Regions from separate parts of the Ovis aries genome. Here region 2 is linked to region 1. A link is a contact called in public Hi-C data. All regions are on one chromosome and are shown on one strand. Each heading gives the region's core, a stretch centred on a gene start, on an enhancer-like site or on the middle of the called end of the contact. The rest is flanking DNA. Distances are from core to core; before and after follow the strand shown. Region 1 has its middle 52 kb from the start of ATOSA. Region 2 overlaps MYO5C (myosin VC).

The links. A called contact is a pair of places that touch in the nucleus more often than the background predicts.
Region 2: a Hi-C map of liver shows a contact between it and region 1, with 2.8 times the contacts expected there. The contact joins two enhancer-like sites. A contact is called at or near these places in 13 of 16 Hi-C or Micro-C datasets (blood, hypothalamus, liver and 5 more).

The regions. Positions count from the first base shown.
Region 1 is chr7:55,804,701-55,807,400 of ARS-UI_Ramb_v3.0, reverse strand. No RefSeq gene overlaps it. Among named protein-coding and RNA genes, the nearest start is that of ATOSA, 52 kb to the left of the region's middle. Within about 2 kb of position 1,355, at least 2 of the 54 cell types and tissues checked have an H3K27ac peak or open chromatin away from gene starts, as enhancers often do. A contact at or near this core is called in liver, where this site is marked.
Region 2 is chr7:56,234,075-56,236,774 of ARS-UI_Ramb_v3.0, reverse strand. It overlaps MYO5C (myosin VC), which reads right to left. Exons shown (of 40, transcript XM_060417939.1): 11 at 213-294. Among named protein-coding and RNA genes, the nearest start is that of MYO5C, 45 kb to the right of the region's middle. Within about 2 kb of position 1,279, at least 6 of the 54 cell types and tissues checked have an H3K27ac peak or open chromatin away from gene starts, as enhancers often do. A contact at or near this core is called in liver, where this site is marked.

The DNA of each region.
Region 1 (2,700 bases), core at 106-2,605:
GACTTTCATTTATCTAGATACTTCATATATTATTTATTGTTTATTTGATAATTCCAGCAATGAAATAAAATTTATATTTTAAGGCAGGTCAGAAAAAAGTTAAACACAAAATTCCCTCTGTGTGTTTGGGCCTCCTCCCTCCCTCCCTTCCTCTCTCCGTAAAGTGCAGTGTGCATTATACATGAACCAGAGCTCCTCAAAGGTGGGAGTGCCTGCTCAACCCTGAGGAGCAATTCTTTTTCTTTCTTCTGATACTAGCAAGGCAACTTCTTAAAAGAACAGAGTTCTTTTGTGGCTCTGTAGGGGGTCATGGTGGAAAAGGTGATGGCACCCCACTCCAGTACTCTTGCCATGGACAGAGGAGCCTGGTTGGCTGCAGTCCATGGGGTCGCGAAGAATCGGACATGACTGAGCGACTTCACTTTCAATTTTCACTTTCATGCATTGGAGAAGGAAATGGCAACCCACTCCAGTGTTCTTGCCTGGAGAATCCCAGGGACAGGGGAGCCTGGTGGGCTGCCGTCTATGGGGTTGCACAGAGTCGAACTCGACTGAAGTGACTTAGCAGCAGCAGCAGCAGCAGGGGGGTCATAGTGACTTCCTCCTGGCTTTGTATATGCTTACCTGGCCTATGTATCCTTGGTGAAAGTGAAAGTGTTAGTCGCTCAGTTGTGTCTGAGTCTTCACGACCCCATGGACTGTAGCCTACCAGCCTTCTCTGTACATGGGTTTCTCCAGGCAAGAACACTAGAGTGGGTTGCCATTTCCTTCTCCAGGGGAACTTCCCAATCCAGGGATATAGCCCACATCTCCCACATTATAGGCAGATTCTTTACCATCTGAGCCACAAGAGAAGCCCAGTCCTTGGTGAACTTCACATAAAGTGTCAGTATATCATGTTGATATACGGTCCTTTGTCTTGAAAATGTATATGACTGTACCTTCTGACAGATGGAGTAGTTCTCAGAGCTTTCTGAGAATCTGCTTCCTAAGTTATAATCCTCAGTTTGAGTCAAATAAAATTCCCCTTTTCTTAACTTGATAATTAATTGAATGTTTGTTGACACTAATATTTATTTAAAATTTTGAGCGTTTCTAACCCTGTTGTCTGTTGTTTTTGCAGATGCTCACTCATGGTGCCTTTTTTTCTTATTGGTCGTTGGTAAGGAGTACATATGTATTTGCTATTGATCTACAAGGACACTTATGGCCTAAGACTGGGTTACTTTCTTTCAGGCAATGTTTTCATTTACCTCTGCATACAGGGAGCACTACTGACTGGGACCTTTGGCCCCTTCCAGGGTTTTTGGCTTAATCTGGAGCCAGGACTCAGAGCTTAGACTCTGTTATGGGCTGGACTCTGCCTCCCTCTACCTCTTAATTACTATGTTGAAGTCCCAGTTCTCAATACCACAGAGTGTAACCATGCTAAGTGATAAGGTCTTTGAAGAGGTGATAAAGTTAAAAAGAGACTGTTAGGATGGGACACTAATCCAACATGACTGGTGTTCTTATAAGAAGAAAAGAAGCTAGGGAGGCCTGAGTACGACCGTGTGAAGAGACAGCAAGAGGGTGACAATCTTCAGGCCAAGGAGAGAAACCTCAGAAGAACCCAACCTTGGGAGTTGGCACCTAGACCTTGGACATCTAACCTCCAGAACTGTGAGAACATACACTCTGGGTTTCAACCCCCTCCCCGCCTGTGGTCTGTTCTTACAGCAGCCTGAGCGGATGGATACCGGAGCCACAGCTCCTTCATTAGGACTTCCCCCCAGGGCAACCACAGTTTCCCTCCTGTGTCCTCATTCACCACTCTGGTTTTAGCAAACATTTTAATCTCTGCACCAGGGAAATTTCCCTTAATTCTGCAAGCTCACTGATGCAAAGGAGAGTATATTTCATTGGAGGTCTAGTTGTTTTGTTGGAGGATCTGTTCAGAGTCTCTAGTCTGACATACTGCCAGCAGTGCCTCAAATTCTATTGTTTTCTTAAGTACCAAATTCCCTGTTCTTTCTTCTACATCTGCTTGAGTCATCTCCCATGGTAATTGCTCTCCTTTTTAAACACTCAGCATTTATACATACATTGTTCATTGCCATTTGTGCTACCCTAGAATTAGTCCCCAACTATTTCCTTGAAATCAGAGGTCAAATCCTATACCTCCTCTCTCCCACAGCGCACTGTAGGCACTGATTTCACATTTATGAAACGAGTAAATGTAAAATGAGAAACAAAGGACCAAAAGTCTGTTAGCTGTCAAACCATGCCCTTAGGGCCTGTGCTCTGCAACAACGGAAGCCATCGCAATCAGAAGCCTGAACACCCCACCAAAATGTAGCCCCCACTCACCGCAACTAGAGAAAGCCCACATGCAGCAATGAAGACCTAGCACAGCCAAAAATAAATAAGCACACTTTCTAAAAAAGGTACACTTTAAAAATATATATGTGTTGGCTGTTACAACTACATTCATTGAACAGAACACTTGAGTCGTAGAACTGATGGTGGCTATTAAGTGGTCCAAATATGTTTTAACAACAAAAAAGATCACATTTGAGGCCTGATTCCCAGAGCCTTTGAGGAGTTAATGAAAAGATCTTGCATTATTCCTTAGAAACAACCCTGTAAGGACATGAACATTGAAGTAAATCAGATCTGTAAACCTAAGCTATTTTGCAAGTTCTGCTCTTACTGAGAAAT
Region 2 (2,700 bases), core at 30-2,529, 430 kb before region 1:
AAACGTTGGCAGGTGCCTCCACAAAAATGAAATCGGGCGGGAAGGTGCAGTTTCAAGGAACAGCCACAAGATGGTGCAGTAAGCCAGCATGTGACTCTCTATGCTGGCGAGATTTGAAGAGGCAAAGAGCCAAACTCGGCCTCTCTCCCTTTTCAGACAGACAGACAGACACAGCTGAGAGCTAGTTTCAAGTAGGCAAAAAAGTCACCTACCAGGTTAAACTGCTGTTGCAGCTTTTCATTAGCATAATTGATGCAAAACTGTTCAAAGCTGTTCACATCAAAGGTTTCAAAACTGAAATACAGTTTAAACTAGTTAAGACATAACTTGAAGGACATACACATTTGCTTATAGGTTAGTATTTTTCACAACTTTCACAACTTTCACAGTTTTTTATGTTTTCTGTGAGTTGTAAACATGCCTCAATTCTTGTTTTAACCATCCTAGCAGTGAGCTGATAAATCACGTTTTTCCAGGCGGCCCCAGGAAGGAATCTGGTGTGTACAAAACACCTACTTGAGGCAGGGACTAAAGTAGGCGTGTGCACAACATGGCATATCACACAATCTGTACAACAACACTGACATCAGCCTCATTATCCTTAGTTCATAGATGAGGAAACAAGACTGAGAAGTTCAAAAATTTGTCTGGGTCACACAGTCAGTGTCAGAGTTAGCTATGAGTCCACCTGACTGTAACACTTCTGCTCCCAGTGAAAAAAGCAACGTTGTCTCCTGCGCCCCCACCCATTGCTGAAGGCAGAGGCAGCACGGTTTTGCCTCCCCGAGGGGCGCTTTCATAGTCCTCACAGGAAAAGAGCAAGGTCACAGCCCAGCAGACCCCTTCAGGCCCAAGGAAGACGCGGCCCCACCTCCATCTTCAGACTTTCAATGGCTGCCTCTGGAGTTGCAGACCCAGGAGCTGAAAAGGCCGGGAGACGACAGCATGGAGAGGGGCTGGAACTGGGTGGGACCCATGATAACCAGGTCTGCCCTACAGGATGGTTGCTGCTCAGCTCGAGCCAGCTGTGGCCATGGCTTAATCAGGTCAGGATGTCTGGTCACCTGACTCTCAAAAGAATCCAGAAACCTGGACTTTTACGTGAATTACCTCCCTCTGTAAAACATGATGTAGGCTGAACAGAACTGGGGCACCTGATCCACCCCCTGGGCAGAGGAGCGCTCCTGCCAGGAGGAATGCGAGCACTTTAGGTGTTGGTGCTGATGCCCATCACCATGCTTAACCCTAACACCACCCTAGGTGAAGGGCTGCCCTTACCCCACCGTTCCACACAACGGTCAGAAGAGATGGTGACCATCACAGAGCGGTGCCAGACACGCGAAATCTGACCCCAGCTCGTGGTGACTCTAAAGCCTTAGTTCTTAATCGCTCTAATCCTGAGTTTCCTGCCAGCTCCAACCACAGGTCCCCTGGGAGTCTCACATGTCTGAGCCCATTTGGCTCAGTGTAGAATTTCTGAGGAGGTGAAGGTCCCAGACTGTTCATGGAGCAAGAGGAGAACCCAGAGCCCTGACAGCCCCATTCCACTAGTGCCCTGGGTGATCGAGAGGCTCGGCCGGCTGGACACTGCAGACAGGCCACAGCTGGGCCTGGAGGTGAGGCAGAAGGGCCTCACTGTGCTCTGCAGCCCACAGCTGGGGCCAAAGGCAGGACTTCCTAGGGTAGAGGCAGGATGTCAAACATCAATGACTTTCCTTTTCCTGTTCACATCAGAATAATCCTTGTGGTTTGTAAAGATGCATTCACAATTTCTTCCATTTGACTTGTCCTTGCGAGAGAGGCCCCATCTTACAGACACAGAAACTGAGGTTCAGTGATGCCCTCCAGGCCATACAACAGGGTGGTGCAGTGCTTACTCCTTGGGATCTGACTCCTGGCCCCAAGCTCTTCCAGCTCGGTGTCCAGAGAACATAAACATCTGGCTGGCTAGGGAACCACAAGCCTCCTCGACGACCGGAGCTGAAATCTCAAGGCTCACAGCTTGGGCTTTCATTGTCTTCATGCAGGGTAACTTTCCCTTTCAGGCTGCCTTATTCCCAGTTCATCCTGAGCTCAGCTCTCACAGCAGCTGCTGCTAAGTCACTTCAGTCGTGTCCGACTCTGTGTGACCCCATAGACGGCAGCCCACCAGGCTCCCCTGTCCCTGGGATTCTCCAGGCAAGAACACTGGAGGGGGTTGCCATTTCCTTCTCCAATGCATAAAAGTGAAAAGTGAGAGTGAAGTCGCTCAGTCATGTCCGACTCTTAGTGACCCCATGGACTGCAGCCCACCAGGCTCCTCCATCCATGGGATGAGGGCTAATCCAACCATGGGTATACTGGAGAAAGGCATGAAAGGATTCACTCCAGACAGTAACACTCTTATTTAAAGAGGAGAGCTTACTTTTTTGGAGGGGTAAAATGAATTCATGGGTGACAAGTGAACATGTTACTGTTTAAATTTTTAAAGAGGGGTTTAATTTTAAAATTTAAATTTAAAATATACTCTAACAAGTTCTTAAAAATTTGCAGTTCCTCCTGTTTGAAGTTTGCCCACTTAGCCAAAAATTTAAATTCCTTATTACCATGGTCTATCAACTTTGTGGATGCCTAATGCCTGCCTGCTGTTCTCCTGACTTCTTATTCTCAGCTGCCCCCTCTCTTCCTGGTGCCTGGTTAACTGGTGGCACATCCATCCAC